Linked DNA regions of Danio rerio: region 1 is linked to region 2. Evidence: chromatin contacts called from public Hi-C data. All regions are on one chromosome and are shown on one strand. The core of a region is the stretch at or near the end of the contact, and the rest is flanking DNA. Distances in the headings are between cores, read along the strand shown.

What was found. Hi-C and Micro-C count contacts between places; a contact is called where the count stands out from the background.
Region 1: a Hi-C map of an unstated tissue shows a contact between it and region 2, with 4 times the contacts expected there. The contact joins two enhancer-like sites. A contact is called at or near these places in 3 of 18 Hi-C or Micro-C datasets (caudal fin, hematopoietic stem cells and an unstated tissue) and 1 of 4 datasets of contacts at active chromatin or transcription factors (caudal fin).

Annotation. Positions count from the first base shown.
Region 1 is chr17:56,704,926-56,709,776 of GRCz12tu, forward strand. All of the region lies in intron 2 of LOC103909099 (a long non-coding RNA gene), which reads right to left. Among named protein-coding and RNA genes, the nearest start is that of ddhd1a, 13 kb to the right of the region's middle. Within about 2 kb of position 1,631, at least 19 of the 62 cell types and tissues checked have an H3K27ac peak or open chromatin away from gene starts, as enhancers often do.
Region 2 is chr17:56,566,255-56,571,663 of GRCz12tu, forward strand. No RefSeq gene overlaps it. Among named protein-coding and RNA genes, the nearest start is that of zgc:113377, 12 kb to the left of the region's middle. Within about 2 kb of position 1,332, at least 5 of the 62 cell types and tissues checked have an H3K27ac peak or open chromatin away from gene starts, as enhancers often do.

The DNA of each region.
Region 1 (4,851 bases), core at 381-2,880, 140 kb after region 2:
ATGTTCAGTCACCTAAATCCCCTTTCTTTCCCCTTCAGATGTTCGGCTTGAACTGCAGCAGATCGTCTTGACCATGTCTACATGCCTAAATGCATTGAGTTGCTGCCATGTGATTACAAATTTGCGTTAACAAGCAGTTGGACAGGTGTACCTAATAAAGAGTATCTCTATGATGCATTTCAGCATTACTCAAGTCTGCAGTGATTCCCTTTAAATCATTCCAATATTATTTAATCAAATATGTCATACTATTGGGATAACAATTGGGAATACAATTGGCTTGTACAAATGTAATTCACTTTTCTCATGATGAAACCATGTCAGCTGTAATTGATAAAGGAGGAAGTTTATGGTTGTCGGATGAGTGTGTGCGGTCCTAGTATTTACTATGTTTTGGGGACCAAATGTTCCAACAATAATAACAATAACAGCAATTTTTGACGGTGTGGGGAAATTTATTTTGTACCAGCGAGGAACACGGCTCATAAATCACACAAAATAAAGTACTTTGAAAATTAAAAATTGGTTCCAGTGAGGGTCGGGGGATAGAAAATACACTCTGTACAGTATAAGCATAACTACAACTATAGAAAGGCACCGTAAAACATTAAAAAAATCCAGTGTTTGTGTGTGCATCCATGTTTTTATATCCTAGTGGGAACTTAATCCTTTAACACAGACTCATGGGGACCTGAGAAAAGTGAGGTCCCCGTGGGTAAACATGCTTATAAATCATACAGAATGACTTATTTTGAAAATGTAAAACTGCAGAATGTTTCCTCTGAGGGTCGGGGGATAAAATATAGCGTCTAAACTGTATAAGAATAATTACAGCTATGGAAAGACCCCATAATACATGAAAACCCATGTGTGTGTACTTGCTTTTAATATCCAGGTTGGGACTTAAACCTGAATGCACACAGACTCATGGTGACTTGGGAAAATTGGCCCACATGAGTAAACATGCTTATAAATCCCACTTCATTTGGAATTTTTAAAGTGTTTCCTGTAAGGTTTGGGGTGAGGGTAGAGAAAATATGGTATAATAGTGTATGTATAATAATTTCGATGTATAATAGAAACATCTTGGACCTATGTCTGTGAGAGTCCCCACCGGGATATAGGAACAAGTCTGTGTGTGTGTGTGAGGCGACGAGTGAAGGTAATGTCAGACGCATTGTAGTATACAGGGGTCAAAAGGGTCTCCAGTCAGACCCCTGTCCTCACCTACCTCTCGACACAATGTTTTCAGAAGGTTTCTTTCAGACCTTGTATAGAGCTTTAGTGGGAAACTCAACCCAGCAATAAGCGCCACAAAAGCCAACAGGAGACATGTGGTCACCAGACCCGCAGACCCCCGTCCCTCCCCTCAAATTGGAGGAAATATACACGGCTCCCTACACTCGGACCCATGTGTTTACATGTGTGTGCGTGAAGGTTTGAGGAGGCCCAAGACGGCCATTGATGCTTTTTCGAGCTGTCTAACGCACGGCATAAATTTATTTCATAGCAACATAACTCTAGATGTTGTTTCCAAGAGAGAAAGTGGCCCAGATGGAGAATACGGAGAAATGTGGCTCTGGTTCTGCATAAATCTCTAAACTCTATTGTGCTGTGCTGCCCTCATGTGGAGAGAAATTGAAATGATTCCTGTTAATCATTGGTGGAAGAGGACTCTCTAAGTCAGGGGTGTACAAACTGGGTCCTGGAGGGCCGGTGTCATGCATAGTTTAGCTCCAACTTCCTTCAACACACCTCCTTGGAAGTTTTTAGTATACCTAGAAAGAGCTTGATTAGATGGTTCAAGTGTTGTTTAATTTGAGTTAGAACTAAAATATGCAGGACATCAGTCCTGCAAGACCGAGTTTGGACACCCCTGCACTAGGGTAAAAGTAATCCACTAGGATTTTGGAAAAGGGATTGGATCAAATCTTGAAAATGGGTTTTTCAAAAATAAAAAAACGATTACCTAATCGGATTAGATCACATAATCCAATCTTGGTTTTGATCCGGATCAAACCTTTAGTTTGGGTTTTTCAGACCTTTTTTGTAGGATCTGGATCACTTTGATCCAAAAAACCTGGATTAAACTGATCCCATCAGAAGGGTGGATTTAGAGTGGATTTCATGCCCAAAATGTAATGAAAACTTAAAAAATGTATTAAATAATACTGTTTTTGGATCATACAGAATCTTACGAGATATACTATTTATTCATAAGGTTTTCATTTTATTTGTTCATCCGATAGGCTGTAGTGATTATAGGTTTTAACGTATTCAGCCTTTCAGTATAGGCCTACAGCAAAGTAGAAAGAGTTTGGCCTCATAAAATAATCCCCCAAACAGCTGTCAAAACTGACCAAAAACAATACATTTTATTCTTTCACTAATTGATATATATATATATATATATATATATATATATATATATATATATATATATATATATATATATATATATATATATATATATATATATATATTCATCACAATGGAAAATGTTTTTCTTTTTAGAATATTTATTAGTGATGCATGCAATGATTACATAATAAATAAAAAAAATGCAAAGAATGGCAATGACGGATTTTTGAAATCTCTTTCAACAATTGCAAAAAGAGACTGAAAGGGCAGAAGCACAGCTTCACCTGGTAGAGGAACAACTGACTTTGACCAAACTGCAGCAAACCAAGGCCAATGACTTGAGATCCGCCTCCTAAAGGCTGCGCTCAGACAAGCTGGTCTCCCCACATCAGATGTGGAAGTCTGACATTATTGTGGAGTTTTTGACATTAAGTCTTTTTTTTATTTACATTTATATTTGAAACTTATTATAAATATCCTCAATGTACAGTGTTGTAGGTCTCAAATGACCGGACTGCTTAAAGAGTTGTTTTTCTTGTTTTTATTATTATTTATTTATTATTATTATTTTAATAATTATTAAATTTTCTTAGTTTTCATTTCAAATAAAAATAAAGTTATATAGACCCCATGCTATTTTACTCTTTACATATCTGTAGTTCTACATTGTGATGTCCTATCCTGTTTGAGCACTGGTAATCCAGATTTAGTGATCCTGAAAAGTTCCTATCCAGATCAGATTGATCCAGTCCGATATTGCTTTGAAAAACTGGCTCAAAAAGTAAGCTGGATTACGTGTTCACGGATCGCAAAAACAGGATTACTAAATCCGGATCAATTTTATTCGGATTAAACCTTTTGAAAAACCCGGCCCAGGATGTCATTTTTGGGATGTTTATGTAAAGGACTTTCATGCGAAGAACTATTATTTTGCTGTTGATGCGTGAAGGGAAGCAGGAAGTACAACCTGCTCAGTTGTGGTCTGTCTTTCGCTTGAATAAAACAGAATCTTCAAGTCCATCTTTATTTTTCAAACCTACTTGTGAGATACAGTGGTACATAACAGTACTAATACTTGCAGTGCAAGTAGAGTAATAGTATCCGTTTAAATACTACTCAAGATATGAGTAAATAGTAGCCCTTATAAAAGTCCTCCAGAGACGAGTGTAGTAGTGAGTAGTATTATGCTGTGAAAGCTATTCCACCTTTATTCTTGCAGATTAAAACCAGTGTAATCAATGTTGTTCTTTTTTAAGGGTGTTTATAAATGCAAGTTAAAATATTTGCCATTCGTGGAGTATGAAGGTACATTGTGAGACTAATTTAGCGTGGGAACACATTAATATATGCACCAATAATAAGCCAACTGAAAGCAAGTTAATTTGTTTACATTTTATTAATCATTTCTGCGATAGTGTTTGGACTTTTAATTCATTTGGCTATGGGGAAAACATTTAGGAATAAAAAATGGTAGAAAACTATCTAACTACTTGCTCTAAAAACCTGTACGTTTATAAAAATGAATAAAAATCATATAATAAGAGTTTTTTTTTTCAATATAAAGCCAATAAGGTTCAACATAGTCTCATTCTTAAAACGTAGCCCTATAAACATTTCTGGAGATTGCGAATTATGTAGCCAGAAGTACGTATGGCTGCATTTCGTTTTTAAAACGAATGCTACTGGGCGGTATGACGCCGTTTCTTTTCTTGCTTACCAGCTGACCACTTACCTTCATATGGACGGCTTTCCTGCTGCTACCAGTTTGTCAAGTAGCTTGACATGTACGTCGGCAGACTTGAGGTGCAGAGCAGAGTTAACCGCAACAACAGGGTTTGAGTGCGTTGAAGAACGGTTCCAGAAAGCAAGTGAGACAAAAACAAAAGCTAAAAAGTTAAAAAAATAAAATAAAGTAAATAACAGGGTGAGAATGTGGTAAAATCTGAAAACATGGTAAAAATCAGACGAGGGCTTATTAAAACACTGCGGTTGGGTATAGGGAAGGGGGTGATTGGGTTAATTAGTGGTTTTTAAAACACTATTTGTTGGGCTTAGGGAGGAGGTTGGGTGGGGGTATCGTTCGGTTAGTCAGTAAGTTGACTGCAGCTTCTATTGGATTTACGGGAGAACAGCAAGTGTGAGAATAGCACTCGTGAGAGAAATTTGAGATCTGAAATAGCATACACAGCGGTCTCTGGTGCATTGGCTAAAACAAAAAGGCAAAAAAAATACCTCCTGAGACATATTTTGCTCTCTCCAGAAATGTAAACAGCGGAACGTAATCGGAATGACCCTGGGTTAATAATATTCCAATGGCAGTCCTGAGAGTAGGGGGCCAAAAAAAGACTTCTCTAGACTTTTGTCTTTTTGACAGTTTGACGTTTTTTTAAACGTAAGTGACATAAAAACGACACATCGCCAAGACTCCAATTCAATTAATATTAGTTTGTAATATTAACCCAAACCATAAATATTGCGATCCCTACAATA
Region 2 (5,409 bases), core at 82-2,581:
AAGTTATATTCTCATATACCATCTCTATACATGTATTTGTTTTATTTAAGATCATTTATCGTTTATATTTATATTTAGAGCTGTAATGCACTTCAGAATCTGACGAATTGATAAGCTGTGGGCTCTAGAACAGTCATCTGAAGTGTTGTCATACAGTGTTATGCTGGATTTCATCAATAGTCCTACATTAACTAACACAGACTATATCTGAAGTGTTTGGAAGTAATTCGCGTTTTCCTCCTGTTAAACGAAATAAGAACAAAGTTTAGTGGCTCAATGTATTACAGCAGTGTTTTTAAAGTCTAAACACTTTATTGATATAGTGTACAGCCAAGCACATGTGGTCAATACACAAACAAGTCGCAGGTGATAAAGTATTAAGCGTTTCTCCCAAAGTAAACCAGGTGTCTGAACCAGGTCCAAGCTAAATGCCAGCAGGTGTCTGTAGCTCCGCTCACTCTCCGCCTCTTTGCCCTTGTTTGGTATCCCGCTGTGGGTGTGATGACGCGCAAACAAAATGACAACGGTTGGCCGCGCCTACTTGTGGCTTCTTTTGCGCTCTTTAGAAACCTATGGGTGACGTCACGAACACTACGTCCATATATTTTACAGTCTATGGTGTGGGCGCATGTGCAGGTGCGCCTTATCATGAGTTACAGAACAGAACGCAGGTGTCCTTATGGCCTTGCATCCATAGCCGAGACCACCTAAGGCAATCTCGGACCGATTGATTTGGCGCAGATCCAAGCGCGATCGCCAAACAAACAAACCGCGCTAACTGGGCAAACGAGACAGGTTCCGAAACAAACGTCCAAGTGTGAAAGCACCCTCAGCAAAATATTGTTTAATTATCATTGCTGAGATAATCCCAGACCCCTCTATCTTCCAGCCAAAATAAACATCTTATTTAAGTCCATATCACATACTCTTCATTTTATTGTGTAATGACCAAAGCTTTGATTTTGGGATTGCACTGTGGTACAAGATTACCAAGCTGGAAATATCTGAACTCCCAGTCCCAAGACGAATTCATGTGATTAGTTGTTGGTGTATTTAGAGTTGCTTTATCCTCCAAAGGAGACATGGTGAGCTAATAAATGATCAAATATTAGCCAAGTCATTAGAAACACTGAGTGTTAAGAGTCTTGGAATGTTGAAACCTTCTTGTTAAGCTCTTCAGCAGCATTACGTCCTGCTGAATGTGTCTGTCGTTTTAAAGGAACCCTATCTAGTTTCAGCCTAACCCCTCCTATTCACACACATGCACATACACACACCCAAGAGGACTTCAGAGATCAGACTCTGCCCCTCGGAGGCCGAGTGTGTTGTCCTTAATGGATGACAGATGTCTGTGAAATGAAGCTGTTGCGTGAGTGTTTCATGTTATCTCGCAGCATGATGAGCAAGGAAACAGCTGGAGATGAACAAAAATGTTTAGGCACTCACAATACTGCCATTTATTATCCTTTGGTGCATGTTCTGGCTGTAATGCACCCTTGTTTCTTTGAGTAATATATTGGTATTAATAAAGTCAAACAAAGGAAAGAGTTCAGTAATGGGAGGAGCGCCCATGTTCTTCTCACAATAAATCATTGCGCTTGTATGGTTGGGCCGAGTGGAAACTGGTAATTAACCATTAATGGGCCTGCATCGTTTGTAAATGACAGCAAGAAGGCATGTTTGTAATCAGCCACTTTTCACTTGTAATGGTTGCCTGAGCTTGATTTTATTCAGTCTGTGTTGTAGATTCTGTCATGTCTTTAAATATAAATGTTGTTTTCCAGCAAAAACTAGCAGGACCTGATTTAGAAGACGGTTCCATCATTAACTGATAACCACACAAGAACAAATGGCTGACATGCACTACTACTTTGAAAAAAAAGTTGACACAAAACATTGTTCTAAGCCAATGGTCGTCCACACTCAGTCCTGGAGGGCCGGTGTCCTGGAACATTTAGCTCCAACCCTAATCAAACACACCTGAGCCAGCTAAACAAGCTCTTGCTAGGTATACTAGAAACTTCCTGGCAGGTGCGTTAAAGCAAGTTGGAGCTAAACTCAGCAGGACACTGCCCCCCAGGACACCCCTGTTCTAAGCCCTAATAGTTTATTAATTCTTTAATTAAAGGCAATGCTGACATAAATGAAAATGGCTGAATGTAGAATACGCTAATTTTTTTATTATTCAGTCACAAGATGGACCTGCAGAAAAATCCAGCTTAAACCTGCCTAGGCTGGTAAGCTGGTTTTAGCTGGTCGACCAGGCTGGTTTTAGAGGGGTTTTGGTCATTTCCAGGCTGGTTTTTAGCCATTTCCAGCCTGGTCTTAGCTGGTCAGGCTGGAAACTGACCAGCAAAATCCAGCTTTAACCAGCTTGACCAGCCTGGTTTAAGCTGGACATAGCTGGTTTTGGCTGGGCTCCCAGCCTGGCTAGGCTGGTCAAGCTGGTTTTAGCTGGTCATCTCCCAGCCTGACCAGCTAAGACCAGGCTGGAAATGGCTGGAAACCAGCCTGGAAGTGGCCAAAACCCCTCTAAAACCAGCCTGGTCGACCAGCTAAAACCAGCCAAACAGCCTAGACTGGTTTAAGCTGTTTTTTCAGTAGATGGCCCCAAACAGTCAAAAATAGCAGCACGACAAAAAAGCATATAAATACAGAACGCATTTACTGATGGTCAAGATTAATCGAAGGACCCAGACAAGCCTGTGTTATTTGTTGAACCATCGTTATTTGGTGATACCATACCTTGGATGTGGATCAACCAATCAAAATAAAGTGTTCCAGAGACTTGTGTCTTAATTATTCTAAATCATTTATATTCAGTGCATACCCTACTGAGAAAAACAGCTTAAACCAGCCTAGGCTGGTTGGCTGGTTTTAGCTGGTCGACCAGGCAGGTTTTAGAGTGGTTTTGGCCATTTCCAGCCATTTCCAGCATGGTCACAGCTGGTCAGGGTGGGAGATGACCAGCTAAAACCAGCTTGACCAGCCTAGCCAGGCTGGAAGTCCAGCCAAAACCAGCTATGGTTAGCCTTAACCAGGCTGGTCAAGTTGGTTTTAGCTGGTCATTTTCCAGCCTGACCAGCTAAGACCAGGCTGGAAATGGCTGGAAACCAGCCTGGAAATGGCCAAAACCCCTCTAAAACAAGGCTGGTCAACCAGCTAAAACCAGCCAACCAGCCTTGGTTGGTTTAAGCTGGATTTTTCAGCAGGGTAATCGGCACAATAGAAGTAGAAACTGGCTTATTTTCATTTAGGCACCTTTTACAGTCTGTAGTCAGGTCATAGGTCAACTGTTCTACACCACCAACAAGCCTTAAAAGCTATTTTGGAAATGAAGTTGAACCGTCAGTCCATGGTTGGTTAAAAGGTGTAAGTGATGGTTAAACTGTGATTGGTTTGATCAGAACTCTGTTGGTCTGACCAGGCTCTAATTGTCTCTGTTAGTTTTTAGGTTCATTAGCTCATCCCATCTGCTGTAGCGTAACAGTTTATAAAGCTACATTAGGGCTAATGAGTCTATAATCTGCCAGTACAAAATGTTCTCTGGTTGTACTTTTTAAAGAATGCATAAAGGATTGCTACTGTAGAAACCACATCTTGTTTTCCTGACTTCATTGATGTCATTCTTATAGTACACAATGAATGAGTCAAGAACTATAATGGATTTCTGTAGGAGGCAGTTTTGATTTCATCAGCTCACGTTACTTAAACCAGGGAGCACCATTAAATCACTTTTTATTGTCACATCAGCAGCAGCACGTGTGCTATGATGAGTGAAAAGCATGCTTACTGTTCAGTATAAATTAGTTGTGAATGGTGTAATTTCTAAAATGAGAAAGCATTTACTAACACCGTGTTTTCACCAAGGCAGTTTGAGTGCTGGTTCAAACCTAGAGCCGATTCCAAATTGGTTATTTGTCTTTTGCGCACAAAGCACCAGCTCTAAACCATTAAAAGTGGTTCTTAAGACACCAGATCCAGATCTGCTTTTACATTACTGTGATGGTTGGGTTTAGTGTTGGGGTACCCTGCTGAAAAATCCAGCTTAAACCAGCCTAGGCTGGTTGGTTGGTTTTAGCTGGTCGACTAGCCTGGTTTTAAAGCAGTTTTGGCCATTTTCAGGCTGGTTTCCAGCCACTTCCAGCCTGGTCTTAGCTGGTCAGGCTGAAAAATTACCAGCTAAGTCCAGCTAAAAACAGCTTGACTAACCTGGTTTAAGCTGGACATAACTAGTTTTGTCTGGACTCCCAGCCTGGTTAGGCTTTTCAAGCTGGATTTAGCTGGTCATCTCCCAGCCTGACAAGCTAAGACAAGGCTGGAAACCAGCCTGGAAATGGCCAAAACCTCTCTAAAACCAGGATGGTAGACCAGTTAAAACCAGCCAACCAGTCTAGGCTGGTTTGAGCTGGATTTTTCAGCAGGGTAGGGTAGACGTTAATAAAATACAATTAATAGGAAATTTAAACGATAATATGAATTATTCCGGCTGCAGCCTAATCTATAGCTGATTAACCATGTGGAGGGATGATAACAGCCTACCAGTAGGAGCAGAAGGCCCCAACTGGCCCATATCTATCAGCTAATAACCACTGATATCAGCCATTCAAACAAGTGACAACATTCAAATTTGCTGGAAGACAAACAGAGAGTGTTTTGTGCTTGTTTTGAAACATAACGCTGAACACGTTATTGGCTGCGTCCGAAACTGCCTACTACTCAGTAGGTACTGCATTTGAATTTAAACGTACCACTCGGCCGTTAGAAAAGTACGTTCTATACAGTATGAATGTGAAAAGTATGAATGAATTTCGGACGTACTATATCCGCCATTTTGTCATGGTCACGTGACCTACATGCGTCAGTTGCGTCGGCTCACTTCCATTCATGAATTCTCTCACGGGGCATTATGGGATAGGGCAGCGTGCATGGGAAGCACACTTCAGAATCTCGCCGGAAGTAGTAAGTCATCCGGGTACTTCTTGCCTACTGATTTTCGAATTCTATGAATTCGGACATACGACTCGGCTCGCATACTGAATTTAGCGTACTGTATAGTATGGAAGTACACTGCAAAAAATGTTTTTCTTGCTTAGATTTTTTATCTTATTTCTAGTCTAAATATCTAAAATTTCTTATATTAAGAAGCATTTTCTAGACAAGCAAAACAAATTGTCTTGTTTTGAGAAATTAAATGCCAATATTAAGTGAGTTTTTCCTTAAAACAAGCAAAATAATCTGCCAATGGGTTAAGCAAATAAAACTTGTTTTTTCTTTTGACGTAAGATTATTTAGCTTACCCCATTGGCGGATTATTTTGCTTGTTTTAAGGAAAAACTCACTTAATTTTGGCATATTATTTCTCAAAACAAGACAGTATGTTTTGCTTGTCTAGAAAATTCTTCTTGA